Regions from separate parts of the Mus musculus genome. Here all the other regions are linked to region 1. A link is a contact called in public promoter capture Hi-C data. All regions are on one chromosome and are shown on one strand. The core of a region is the stretch at or near the end of the contact, and the rest is flanking DNA. Distances in the headings are between cores, read along the strand shown. Region 1 overlaps Nrde2 (nrde-2 necessary for RNA interference, domain containing). Region 2 overlaps Ttc7b (tetratricopeptide repeat domain 7B). Region 3 overlaps Ttc7b (tetratricopeptide repeat domain 7B).

Region 1 (4,697 bases), core at 2,135-4,634:
AGGCCACCCTGTTTCAAAACATCCAGAAAAAAGCTCTGCAATGCCTGCAGGCATTCCTGCCGTGAATACAGGCAAGCTATCTTGGGGAGTCAGTCCCTTCTAGCCAAGCTAACAACAGTGAACAGGCTGTGTTACAGAGCTCTCCCTCAGCAAAAACTGACTGCATTCTCAAAAAACCAGGATGAGGTCTGTTGTGAACAGTTGTGACTGTGGTTTGGACTCTGCTCTAAGGTCACCAGCAAGGTTCCTGCAGAGGGCGCTGGTGTCCGGCCCAAGGGTTTCCTTCCACACAGTACTGAGCACAGGAACACCAGGCTCCAATGAAGGCCCTGTGGATGCTCCTGGTCCAAAGACAGGTGTCATCAGCAATGATTAGAAACTTGCCACACCTATAACCCAAGGCAGGCAGTGCTGAGTAAGCATCTTCTGGGCTGGATGGGAGAACGACGCACATCTATCAGCCTAGGGAAAGGGGGATCTCAAATGCAAGTGGCCAGACCTGTGACTCCAGGAGCATGGACACATGCAGTGGGAGGGGCTGAGCGGGGGAAATAAGAAGCTGCACACATGTCAACCACAAAAGGTTTATCACTGGCACGACTCCACTTGTACATAGAGATCACATATATAATATGTAAGTCAATACGTCCAACCCCAGCAGGACAGTGGAGCCTGCACAGCTGCGGCTTTGGGCTCTGCAGGCTGGCCCAGGCCTGGCTGCACACTAATCCTCCAGCAGCAGCTCCAGCTCCTCAAGGGGCAGGCGCACACGGAGCTCCTTCTCGGTCATCACGTCCAGGATCTCCTGCAGCTCGTCTGGGAAATACTCCATGGCGTCCATGTATAGCACCTGTGGGCAGAGAGGAGACCAACACTGGCTGGAAGCATCAAAGAGTCCCACGATGGAGTAGGGTCCCAGTGAGTCCCATCAATTCTCGGTCCTGCTGGGACGAGCTCAGGCAGCTCTGCAATGCCCAGGGGAAAGCTGTGAATGGCATAAAGAGAGTGAAGCCCTCTCTTTATTTGGCCAGCAGGGTCAGCAGGCACTGCCATGACCGTTTGGTTTCCCTCTGGGTCTGGGTAGGACATGGGCATCTGGGCATTGCAAGGGATGCTGGGAAGCAGCTCACCCACGGAGCACCATCGACTGCTACAGGGACAGTCACAAGGAGCTCTGGTGCTGTGGGGACGGTGGCGAGGAAAAGGCTTTGGAAGAGGGTACTGCCCTGCCAAGCCACACACCCTAACACTGCTAGGCAGAGGCTGGCAGGAAGGTCCTTGGGAAGCTGAAGACAACAAGCACTGCGTTTAAAGCTTACCTTTGCCCAAGGACAGCTCTGGAGGGCCTTGTAGAACACGCCTTTGCTTCTTTCTTTGTTTCCTAAGGAAACCTGAGTTAAGAAGAGAGTAGCGTGAGCAATGGAGGCAGGGGAGCCAAGGCTACTACACCACTATCTACGCTTGCCCTGAGACACCGGAAGCCAGCCTGCATGTGCGCTGACACCATCTTGGCAAGCAGGGGGATGGTTCCCAGTGGCAGACAACACTCTGGCTCAGCGTGTTAGATCACACGATGCTGTTAACTTCCTGTGTCCCCTTTATGACACTATTGTACCTGGGTGTCAGTGAGAGTGCTTGGGGTGAGGTGTTCGTGAGGTGAGGCTGAGGACCTGGCACATGGAAAGTCATCTTCTATTTTAAGAACATTATCTTCAGAGAATTAAGAAACTGGCATCCCCTGGGTACCAGTTACATCATTTCTCTGAGAGGCATTACATGACAAACATCTGAGGAGGCTGAGGCAGGAGGATAACAAATCCTAAACCAACCTGTCTCAAGACAATGAATAAGTAAAAATCAAAAGGCAAATTTGCCCATTACTTATTGAGAGTAAAATTTGCCATCAGAGTCTAGAGGCAGCCGGATATCAGTGTGCACAGCTGCTGCCTAGGCTGCACCATGGCGTGATGTTCCTATGCTGCTCAGATGCTTCCGTCTGCCTCTGCTTAAGAGGGAAGGAGGGGAGTGGGGAGGAGAGGAAAAGACGGGCAGAGGATGGGTGAGAGGAAGAAGGTGTAGAGAGGGAAGGAGAACACTCAGTACTCAGTGTGTAGTGAGTTTTCTCCTAGCCCTGAAAATGAAGGCCTTTCTAAAAATGGCCTAAGATCTGAGTGGCCAACAGATCAACAGCAATTACAAGGAGGTAAAGAAAGTCTAACAGTGACAACCGAGAAATACCACAGCCCCCTTTTATGTAGTGGGACTTCCTCCACTGTGCATATCTGGTCCCGTAACGGCTGACTGGCTTATCTACTTAAATGTCCTTCCATACTGTGTAAGTGCACGGCCAGAGTCTCTCTCTTTTTTTTGTTTTTTGTTTGTTTGTTTGAGACAGGGTTTCTCTGTGTAGTCCTAGCTGTCCTGGAACTCACTTTGTAGACCAGGCTGGCCTTGAACTCAGAAATCCGCCTGCCTCTGCCTCCCGAGTGCTGGGATTAAAGGCGTGTGCCACCACGCCCGGCTATAGCCAGAGTCTTGGAGGAAGCTGCCACTGTCTCAACACCGCCACCAGCTTGGCTCAAAGTGCTGATGTGCACACACGGTTAACAGCTAGGAGGTCCCCTCACACTGAGGCTGCCGCCCGACAAAGGTCAGCCTAAGGAGGAAACCTAACTGCTGTTTGTCTGACTCCTTTTCCTTCTCTAGCCAACCAAGGATGGGGCTTAACGCCCAACATTTCTGCAGGGAAAAAGTAAGCATGCTAGCACGCAGCATGCCTGCACACCATCCAGAGGACTCAAGCAAGCCACCCTCCCCGACAGCCGCACACAGCAGCTCTTTCCTGTCCTCTGACACTTCAGCCCACACCTCACACTGGAGCAAGGGAGCTCTCTCTCTCTCTCTCTTTCTCTCTCTCTCTCTCTCTCTCTCTCTCTCTCTCTCTCTCAACTGTAGTTAATTAACAAAAGTGCTAGGAGCCCACTCAGATGCCTCAGGAACTGCCAGGTAAGTCACTGCTCTAATTAATCCTTGGTTTTAACACCACCTCATCAAAGATACAAACTCCTTAAGGGCCCAGACCTTTCTTTTCAAATCAACAGCAGTTTTTTGTATCCAGCCCACGCATACCCAGCTCCCTGCAGTCCCAGTCAAAGCACTGTCACCTGACCTTTTCCTGTGTCCATCTAAACACTTGGGACAGGAAGCTGATAAACAGACAAGTATCCCACTCTGCTCTAAGGCTCCTTTCTATGCTTAGAAAGGTTGAGACACGGGGGAAAGAGATTGACAAAAGCCAGAGTTTCCTGTTAGCTGTACCAGGCTGCCAGGCAGTCAAATCAGGACACACCATAAATACCATCTCCCCATGCAACCCTCTGTTCTGCATGGAATTCAGCCATAAACCTAGGCTTCCGGCTCGAAAGAATTCCTCTAAGTGCTAGGGACACAGTGCAGCTGGTAAAACGCTTGTCATATAAGCACCAAGTTCCCCGGAACACAAGTGAAAAACAAACAAACCCACAAAGCAAGCGTGGTAGCACAGAGTTAGTTAGCACAGCACTGGGAGGCAGAGACAGGCAAGGCCCTGGGGATTTCGGATAAGCCGGCCTAGCCTGCTGCTAAGTTCTAAGCCATGTGAAAGACCCTACTTCAAAACAAACAAACAGTGAAATACACCCAAGAAACAGTGCCCAAGGTTGACATTTTGGCCTCCACATGTACGTGCACACATCTACACACACACCCCCACACACATGACTGTGCAGGCCGCAGCCCAGACCTAGGCACTCAGCACTCTGCACCTAAGCCTGTGCCTGTTTGCCCCATGCACCAAGAGCTGAACTGGGGAACACGTCCTCTGGGTCCCTCAGGCCTTCAGTACAGACGGGGCTGATGTGGAGATCAGGGAAGGCACCCACATGGCTTCTAAGAACCAGGCCAGACTGTCTTCCTCTGCCTTCCTCTCTAGTGGTGCTAGAGACTGACCCCAGGGCCTGGCAAGCTAGAACGGATGACCTACACGTCCCACTCAAAATTTCACATTCTTGACCGATCCTTATCTTTTGATAACAAAGCTGAATCAAGACCAGGAGGCTCTTGTGAAGAGAAAAGCAAGGATGTCAGCTTCTCTGACCTAAAAGCTCCTGGGCCATTCCCAAGTCACTAGTTTAACAAGGTCAAGGCAGAGAAAGCCAGTAATCACTCTTGCATTTCATTCTTCCAAACATCCTGAAAGAGGAGACACCGCTCAGTCGGGTTCGCATAAAAATTAACCCACGCCCCCAGGGAGGGGTGGGAATAAGGCCCTGCTTCCCAGGCCTGGCTACAGACAACTGCAGTTTTGTCTACTTATAAATTTAGACACGGGGCTTTAACAAAGCAAAACCAGAGAGTCCAAAATTTTTTTCTTACCAAAAAATTCAAATACATCCTCCACAGTAGGGGACACTGGTTGCCCTTGTCGCTCCGAATCGCATTTTCAAACAAAGCTCTGATGCGATGCGTAAGGCCAGTCTCGGGGATTGTTGCATGGACCTCTCTGCCTCCTACCCTGCAAGGAAAGAACTCAGGTCATTCTAAGACAGGTTCTGTGCCCGACATCCCAGCGGGAAGACATACTTCAGCAATGGCGAAGCGCAGCGGCGTCTGGATCCGCTTTTCAGAGGTGTTCTGTCCCTCAGGGGTGAGCATGCCGG
Region 2 (4,804 bases), core at 2,180-4,679, 270 kb after region 1:
TAATGAGGTGTCTGCCCCCCAAGCCTCTCTGGGATGGATCCCTGAAGCTATTTGAGACTGAGACCTTTACAATTTGCAGAATTTTCAAGAAACGTCACTGATTCCATGACAGCCAGCCAAATGGAACATTTCCAGTCTATCTTTAAAAAGCACTCAGCTTGACAAAGATCGAGGCAAGCCATGCACTCCCCCTACAGTGCCATTCACAGTCTTCTAGCTCGAACCTCTCTCAAGACAACAGCAGCCCGTATCCCATGATAAGCCATGGAGGAACCATAAAGAGAGTCAGAAACGCTGGGGATGTACACATAAGGGCTGGGGGTACAACTCACTGGAAGTGTGCTCCCCTAGCATATGTAAGGCCCTGGGCTACACACACACACACACACACACACACACACACACACACACACACACACACACAACCAAAGACCCTAAGAGCTTCAGCCAAGTGTGCTGGTACATGCCTGTAATCTCAGTACTTAGGAGGCTGAGGTGGGAGGCCAGCACACAGTAAAGTACACAGTGAGACTCTGGCTCCAAAAGCAATGAGAGTAGCTGGAGGAGATGGCGTGGAGGGTGAGAGGTTGAGAGGTTAAGGCTGCTCTTCCAGAGGATCCAGGTTTGATCCCCAGCAACCCACATGGCAGCTCACAACCATCTGTAACTCCAGTTCCACAGGCTCTGATGCCCTCTTTTGGTCTCCTTGGGCACCAGAGCTCCCCCTCCCCTCTCCAAGAGAGAGAGAGAGAGAGAGAATATGAAAGACAATAATGATAAACTAAGCTCCCTCCAGATCACAGGTATATGTGTTCTGTGTCACAGCTGATAGCCCTGTCTTCCAGTGGGCTCTTGGCATCTCTGCTACACAGTTCCAGCTCTGAACATGTCCAAACAGCTCCAGATGTTCCAAATTCTTAATACCATCCAAGGTCAGTGTTGGACTATCTAGCAAGTCCTCCCTTATGTTTTCAGAAATATCCAGAAACACACCTCTAAGAACTCAGGTTGCCCAAAGCTCCATTACAAGAAGAGACTTGTGTTGTGTCTGGAGACTTGATACCCACAATCTTCTTAGCCGGGGTGGGTGCTCACCCCACTTGTTTGATGAACCCTTTTAAGAAACTGCAAACATCTGTATGTGACACAGTAAAAATGGTCAGTTTTTGGGGCTGGCGAGATGGCTCAGTGGTTAAGAGCGCCTACTGCTCTTCCGAAGGTCCAGAGTTCAAATCCCAGCAACCACATGGTGGCTCACAACCATCCATAACGAAATCTGATGCCCTCTTCTGGAGTGTCTGAAGACAGCTACAGTGTACTTATATATAATAAATAAATAAATAACTTAAAAAATGGTCAGTTTTAATGTGTGTAAGGAGGTTGGTGAGGACGTATGCTAATGAGATACAATAAAGAACACTCATAATTCAACAGCATTCCTAGTGGAAGAGAAGTCCCGATGACAAGAGACTTCTCAGAAGGCAGCAGGTACAAGGGCACAGAAGTGGGAGGAAGGGACATAGCTGAAAAAGTTGTTGGAGCCCACAGACCCAGCATGGCGGGAGAGAAAACACGAGCTCTGAGGACAGATGGCCCAGGCTAATCAACACCCTTCACCCTCCAACCACAGAGCTATCAGTGGGGCAGAAGCCGGCCGTGGACAGTGCACCCACAGTGTCTGGCAGAGCAAGCACTGCAATGGTGACAGCTGCTGCGGCTGCTCTTGTGACACGACGTCGCAGCAGATCTGTGGGTTCTGATTGGAAGTAGGAGAGAGTTCCTGGGCCTGGGAGACTGCCAGGAGCCTGAGTGGAACTCTGTCCCCTGCTTACTTGTGGTGTCAGAAGAAGGAGGATGAGCCTGGGGTTGGAGGTGAGAGGGATGTGGCTCAGAGAGCTAGAGCATTGTGGACACCTCTGAATCATCTCCGTCACTAGAAGTGAAGATGAACTTAGCAGCAGGATGCCAACTTTCCAGGAAGTACAGGCATTCTGACACCCTCTAAAGCCCAGGCGACACTTGCCAGATGCTGTGGATATGTAGCAGTGCATCCCTTGGAGGCTAAAGGCTTCATCATATGGGGAACAGTCAGTATGTCATTTGCAAACTTACTTCCTGCTGGAATAAGGGCTTCACCTTTCTCTTACTTTGGCTTTTCATGGGAAGCCATAGTTGAAGGGTTCCGGGAACAGGCTGCTCCTCTGGCATGAGAAAGGGATTTAGCAATTACCTTCCTTGTACGTAAAGCTCGATCACACCAACTGTGTGTGTGGCAGTGACAGCTGCACAATACCGCAGGCAGGGAGAAGCCAGGGCCTATTCTGGGAACTCAAGAACAAGACTCAGCATCCAAAACCCATGGGGAGAAAGGGCAGAAATAAATAATCAGGTACCTTGTACACTTGGCTTGATGCCCAAAGCTGAAGCCACCCTGCTAGGAGAACGGTACCAGCCTGGACTCCTTCCTTTAGTTTTCACTGCAGAGACCTCAGGGCCCTTCCTAGGAAAACTGCCTTTCTTGAATTATTTATTGAGTATATTATTAAATGTGATTAATATAATTTTTAATAGTTGTGTACTAACACATTAAAAATTAACAAGGTAGATGAGTAACATGTTGATTCTTTTAGCAATGAAAATTTACTAACCTATTTAGCCATTTGGGACCATTGTTTTGTATACACAGAAGACCCTAATCATAGGGTGTGTGGTGACCAAGGCAACCTGACTCTGTTCTTACTTTACAAATATGAGGATGAAGATTCAGAAAGCCAACAAGATCTGCCTAGGGTCACACAGTGTCAGGCTGAAATCAGAATCTAGGTCTCATGATGCTATTATTTCTAATTTAATTAAAACTGAAAGTACAGATTAAATTGGAGCTTGAGCAATCTGCTTCAGAGAAGAGTGGGTCCAGGAAAAAGCGTCCAACAGTCATGCTCTCAGGGCTCAGACAACAAACAAGCCTCCCTCCCCATCTGTGGGAAAACACAATGTCAAAGCTTGCTCAAGCTTCCGCCTCTTTATTTTAGAAATAAAATACAGTATCCTCTGTATCCTTGCCCCACCCCTCCCCATTCCTCTTTTTGCTTTCAAACAGCAAGGCTACTTCCAGGCAGAGGATCGCCAAGTTTTATTGCTTTGGAAAAAGCTTAACTTAAAAGACATTATTTCTTCTGGCCACAGTGAGAATAAAAAATGAGGTTTTTTTTTCTTTATTTTTTTTGGGTGTGTGTGTGTGTAAGGTGGGGTAAAGGGTGTTTTCTGGAGACAGGGTTTCTCTGTATAGCCCTGGCTTTCCTGGAACTAGCTCTGTAGATCAGGCTGGTCTCAAACTCAGAGATCTGCTTATCTCTGGTTCCTGTGCACTGGGACTCATGGACCCCCACGTCTGGCTGAAAGTGGGTTATTTTCAATGGTCCCACGTGTCATTTTCTGGCAGTCAACCTTCTTAACTCTATGAGTCAGCTTGACTAAGTGTGAAGAGTATAGGAGCCCTGGTTGCAACTCGAATCCAATACTCTCTGCTGTGTTGCCAATGCAGTTGTTCTTTGTTGGCCTTACAGAAAGCACTAAACTCGGTTCCTTTCCTCTACCTCCTCCCTCTCAGCTGCTTTCCCTCTTTGGATTTTTGTATTAGCTCTCTGACCTGGCTTGAGACACCAGGTTCTAACCCTTAGACTGTAGTTGGGGCTTCACCTTGCGTATGGATGCAAGGGCTGCAGAGGGAAGTGAGGAGCCAGAGGTGGCACTCTGGTGGCACGAGGACAGTGGCTGTATACTGTATACAAAGTAAATGTGCAGCAAATGCTTAGGTGAGGAACAAGTATAGAGAGTCGGGGGCCGCTCTATCCACTCTCTCTAGGAGAGCTACAGAAAGAAAAGAAAGGGCCATAAGGACTGCAGCACACTCTAAAGACTCTAGAGATTGCAGTGTCCGACAGCACTGAAGCCAAGGGGATTAAACCGCAGCTTGAGGACCCAGGCTAACTTGATGCTTATTTGCGTATAGACCTGTGGAATAAAATAAAGACCACAGACTCAGCCAGTCTGGCTTTTGCAAGAGTGGTGAGTCTATTCAACAAGGAACAGAATAATCTCTTCAACAAAAAGTGTTGGCTTATGTAATTTCCACACATAGCCTTTGTGATGTCTGTCAACTAACTGTCAACTTGATACGACCCAAATTCACCTGAAAGAAGGGCCTCTGAGACTATCAGTGAGGGGTTGACTTGACTGTGTTAACTGAGGTGGGAAGACCCAGAAGGTCCTCTGAGACTGTCTGTGAGGGGTTGCCTTGACTGTTAACTGAGGCGGGAAGACCCACCCAGGCGGCATCATTCCCTAAGCTCTCAGGTCATGGGCTGTATTAGAGAAAAGAGCTGAGTAGGAGCATTGCACACATCACTGCACTGCACTCTGATATTCCCTGTGGGTATGATGTGACCAGTTCTCTCAGGCTCCTGCTGTTGTGGCTTCCCTGGTTGATGGACTGGAACCTGTAATTATATTATAAGTCATGCAAATCTTTTCTCCCTTGAATTGCTTTTGCTGGGATATTTTATCACAAAAACAGAAAATCCAACCAACCAACCTAAAACAAGAATTACTATTGAAAGTACTTTGTTGTGAAAAACTTGACCATGCATATGGGCTTTAGACTTCTGAATAGTTTTGTGGCTAGAGAGCAGCAGCTTTTGATACACTAGGGTACAAAGCAATTACATGCTGGAAGCAAAGCTTATTGGACCATTCTGTTAAAAGCATGGAAAGAGGAAAATGTTGAGAGAAATTCAGACAATGG
Region 3 (4,368 bases), core at 23-2,522, 300 kb after region 1:
AGTGAACAGGGTTGCCATCCCTACCTCACGGTAGCCCAAGTTCCTCAGACAGCAGCAGGCTAGAGATCTGCTGAACCATTGGGAGTCCACCGACCAAATCCATGGAAGATGTGCTTGCTACCTGCCTCTGGCCTTCCACCTCACTAAGCTCAGGCTGGCAGATAGCGCAATAACACACCGTCTTAGCAGCCTAGACAGTGCTCCGTGTAGTATGGAGGCCAAGCAGGCTTTCCTCCTACACCACAGCACATGTCTGCCATGAATCTGAAGCTAACGCGTTTTAGAGACACAGACATGGGCATGTCAAGGTTTGGAAAAGGGGAAACCTGCAGGCAGTGTAGAAAATCCCTTCTGTCCTTGTCCTCCACATGTTTCTCTTGGTGTCCAGAGTCCAAGGGACCAAAGCCAAAGCTTCACTTGGCTGTTTCCTGGCTTCCTTTTGAAGAGAAAAGTGTTGCCTCCTGGGGGAGGGGAGGAGGGTCCCAGCACAGCTGCAAACGCACCTAGCAGCACTCGCCACATGTTAGTTCACCAGACAAACTCAACACCTCGAGAGCAAAGTCTGGTTTTTTGTTGTTGTTATTTTTTTGGGTCCCCCCCACCCCCGTACCTATCTCTCCTGGTCTCAACAGCCTCACAGGAGCAAGCCAGGAGACCCTCAGGAAAGAAAAGAGTGAGCAGGAGCCTGCTTTGAAATCCCTTTCCCTGTCAAGTTTTGTGACTACCAGGGAACAGCTAAAGCAGACTCTCACAGAGAAAGATATACCCACTCACCACTGTGGGCACCGTCAACATTTAAAACGACAGAAACACAAAAAGATATCATCCATCTATGTTCTGAAAGTCAGTAACTCTTAGATCCCAGCTTGAGAATCTTGCTTCTCCTTCACGTCAACAAACCTTGGTGTCATCTGTTCTGAAAACGTGTGACATCAGAAGTAGACCTCCACATCAGGAATGAAAACAGCATGCTTCCTGGTACCAAAGGATACTCAGGTTTCCCAGAGCAAAGCCTAGCTTCTCCCTCTGAACGCACTCTTGCCTCAGATCCAGTGGCATGCATTTGTGAAGACAGATGGCATCTGTAGTCAGGGGCCAGGGATCAAACTCACAACCTTGGCCTCATTAGCAAAGGACTGTACAGAGCAAGGCAGCTGCAGCCTAGATATAGCAATGGAGGGTGTGACAGCCACGACACTAGGAAGTGACCAAGCATGCCAGGCTTCTGGATGTCTCATCTCAATCTAATGAGAGCTGTCGTAGGCTTAACAACATTTTTTGGATGACTCCACCAAGGGAGGCTTCCTCATGACAAATGGGAAGTAAAGTGTATAACTGGTCAGCTGGCCAGGCAGCGTGAGGTAACAGGAACACATCAAACCAGACACAGAGGGTGCCTTCTAGTTCATATCACATATCACAGGGACATGAAGGAATCCATTTAACACACATGCAAAAGAAAGCCCAGAGTGAAAAAGTGCACAAAGTAGGAAAGCAGCTGCAGAAGCCGGAGGGCTGCAGACAGCTCATCCTTCTCTCAGCTCTTCTTTACACCGCCAGACCCCAAGCCTCCGAGGAATGAGAAACACAGGAAAGCTCGTCCTATCTTCAATCCTCCTTCCTTCCAACCTCAGGGAATAGTCAAAGGACATCAACGTTCATCAAAACCTGCCTCCACAGGAAACTCACCAGGGAGTCGGAAAAACAAACCTTCTCTCTCGTGAACATAATTGTATCTTAACGAAGGGCAATTTTCTCAAGGATTTATTTGTATTTTATGAGTGTTTTGTCTGAATGTATGAAAGTGTACTTTTTTTTTTTGCATGCCTTGTGCCCATGGAGGCCAGAAAAGGGCCCTTGATTCTCTGGATGTGGATGCTGGGAACTGAGCCTCGGTACTTTGCAAGAGTAGCGACTGCTCTTATCCTCTAAGCAATCTCGCCAGAGCCTTAATGAGTCTCAATTTAATCCCAGAAGCCCAAAAGAATCCAATGGACTCTTGGATTCCTTAGTGTAATAATACTTTTAACAAACTAACCGTGTGGATCGATCACAGGGGAAACTGCCTTTCTGTGCATTTGTTTAGGAATCCTTATGTTTATCTGCAAACTTAAATTATGAGAGACGAAACAGTACTGACTCTGTAGCCAAACCTCATGGGTTTCAATCTTCTGTAAGGGGAACCTCTCTCCATTTTCTTATCTATTTTACAGCTCACTGACTTGCTATGAAAAGAGAAAGTGAGTAAAATACACTGGGGAAGTGTTTTTAAATGCCACCCCTCATCAAGGCTATCATCCTCTATGAGGGCTAGTTTTATGTCAGTGTCAGCTGCAGTCATGCGGGAGGAGGAAACCTCACTGAGAAAAGGCCCCCACCACACTGGGCTTGTGGATGACCCTATGGGGGCATTTTCTTGATTGATGATTGGTGATTAATGATTGATGTAGGAGGGCCTAGGTCACTATGGGCAGTGAAACCTTTGAGCTGGTGGTCCTAGGTGCTGTAAGAAAGCAGTCCGAGCAAGCCATAAAGAACATGCCATAGACGGAACTTCCCCATAGCTGCTGCATCAATTCCTGTCTCCATGTTCCTGCTTTGAGTTCCAACCCTGACTTCCTTGAATGATGGTCTAAAAACTGTAAGGTTTAACCAAGCTTTTCCTTCCCAAGTTGCTCTTGATCATGGTTTTTAACCACAGGAAAACCCTAATTAAGACATCTTCAAAAGTATACCATTGGGGGAGGGGATAATACTAAGCTCTACCTTCCAATTTATAGGAAGGAAAATCTTTATTTCTTTAGAATCATTTTACTTTGAAGACAAAAATGACATTCCCTAGTTGACTCCTTCACTCCCTTGGCTAGGTTTTGAAAGCCAACAATGCAATGAGTAGCCCATGAAGATCCTAATTCCCAGGTTGGGCCTAAGATGATAAAAGGCAACAGCCGGGCCAGTGAGATGGCTAAGGGGGTAAGGCCATGGTACACACTTGCTGAGACGCAAGCACACACACAGGCATAATTAAGTAAAAGATAACTGATGTCATGTGAGGTGAATAAGAAACTTTCTGGACCTACTTACTCTGCGGGGAAGGTGATGGTGACATCTCCTGAGAGACTGGTGCTCTGGGGGAAGAGGGTGAGTCCCAGACAATGCTAACACTGAACACAAGGGGGATCAAGGGTTTAGGAAGTGACTCTTTACTATGCTATCTCAGCACAGGCATCTGGGGCCTGCTTTGAGCTGATGAAGAAGGACCAGGACAAACCAAAGACTGGACGTGGCAAGGAAGTTTTATAAGCCTATGATACGAAAATGCAAAGAGCAGAGTAAGTCCCAGAACATTATATTTACTCTACCACAAGTGCCTGCTCAGTGGACCACAGGCTGGGCCTCCATAGCCTGCGCTGTGAGGTGGGCTCAGTCAGTTACAGAGTACCACTGAGTACCAAGCCTACTGAGTGTTTACTTTAGAAGATGATGGTAGTGAAGAAGCAAGACAGTCTAGAAAGCGGGAGTCCTAACAATCCTAAATGCTCATCAGTACTTGTCACCATCCTATTCTCCCAGTGCCTTGGACCATGGGAAGGAGAGAGGGAAGGGGTCCTTCTAAGTGAAGCACACATACTCATGCTAAAAGGTCAGGGGCAAGGACAAGAGTGTACTGCACATTTCAGTGAGTGGCAAACAGATACTGCATTGCCACGTTAACACAGTGCAATACTCCAAAGCTAAGACAAAGGGAAGGGAACAAAGAAATCTAAGAGAACACTTGACGGAATATTAAGGCCCTTAGGCATTGAGAAACCATGGCCCAATGGCCCTAAGGATTTGAGCAGTAGCAGAGGGGGTAGGTAACAAAGAGCCTCAGGATGGGAAGTGGTGGAAATCAGAGGGTGGCCTTGGGTCCCAAGCCCAACTCTACCCACAAGCAGCCTACGGGCACCCAATTACTAACCAGCAGAAGAGGAAGGACCATGACATTAAACTGTTGAGTAAAACGCCCTGTGTTCTCCGTGGGGAAGGAATGAAGAAGAGTGTGGGTTGAGGAAGTGCAATGTCTGTGGGATCCCCAGGCACCCTTGTGAGTTGTCCCAGATAGGAGCTGGGAAAGGTGAATAATTTAAAATTAGAGAGGAGGATCACAAATGGCAAAGTTGAAGTGGTCATGAGAAGGGGGAGGGCAGGAAGGGAGCGTGAGATGTGAGGCATGTGGAGACATGGACCAGGAGGAAAGGGCCAGATGCCAGACAGACACATAAGGGAAGAAAGCCACTCTCAGCTCTCTCCTGCTTTTTCTCACCTGAGAAAAGGAACAAGTGCCTCCCCCTAATGGGGGAAGGGAAAGCACCCCAAAGCCCTGAC

The links. Capture Hi-C pulls out chosen DNA fragments and counts their contacts.
Region 2: a promoter capture Hi-C map of adipose tissue shows a contact between it and region 1. The contact joins two enhancer-like sites. A contact is called at or near these places in 2 of 484 Hi-C or Micro-C datasets (bone marrow-derived macrophages and embryonic stem cells) and 2 of 9 other capture datasets (adipose tissue and liver).
Region 3: a contact with region 1 is called in a promoter capture Hi-C map of adipose tissue. The contact joins two enhancer-like sites. A contact is called at or near these places in 1 of 15 datasets of contacts at CTCF or cohesin (the NIH/3T3 cell line), 8 of 484 Hi-C or Micro-C datasets (CD4 T cells, the G1E-ER4 cell line, LSK cells and 5 more), 5 of 115 datasets of contacts at active chromatin or transcription factors (T-cell acute lymphoblastic leukemia, bone marrow-derived dendritic cells, embryonic stem cells and 2 more) and 3 of 9 other capture datasets (adipose tissue, embryonic stem cells and liver).

Annotation. Positions count from the first base shown.
Region 1 is chr12:100,124,882-100,129,578 of GRCm38.p6, forward strand. Nrde2 (nrde-2 necessary for RNA interference, domain containing) reads right to left here. Exons shown (of 14, transcript NM_001290303.1): 12 at 4,414-4,552; 13 at 1,320-1,391; 14 at 569-850. The coding sequence ends at 725. Among named protein-coding and RNA genes, the nearest start is that of Psmc1, 17 kb to the left of the region's middle. Within about 2 kb of position 3,385, at least 52 of the 459 cell types and tissues checked have an H3K27ac peak or open chromatin away from gene starts, as enhancers often do. A contact at or near this core is called in adipose tissue, where this site is marked.
Region 2 is chr12:100,390,357-100,395,160 of GRCm38.p6, forward strand. The region is part of intron 9 of Ttc7b (tetratricopeptide repeat domain 7B); the gene reads right to left. Among named protein-coding and RNA genes, the nearest start is that of Gm51958, 43 kb to the left of the region's middle. Within about 2 kb of position 3,430, at least 23 of the 459 cell types and tissues checked have an H3K27ac peak or open chromatin away from gene starts, as enhancers often do. A contact at or near this core is called in adipose tissue, where this site is marked.
Region 3 is chr12:100,425,194-100,429,561 of GRCm38.p6, forward strand. All of the region lies in intron 5 of Ttc7b (tetratricopeptide repeat domain 7B), which reads right to left. Among named protein-coding and RNA genes, the nearest start is that of Gm36375, 68 kb to the right of the region's middle. Within about 2 kb of position 1,273, at least 31 of the 459 cell types and tissues checked have an H3K27ac peak or open chromatin away from gene starts, as enhancers often do. A contact at or near this core is called in adipose tissue, where this site is marked.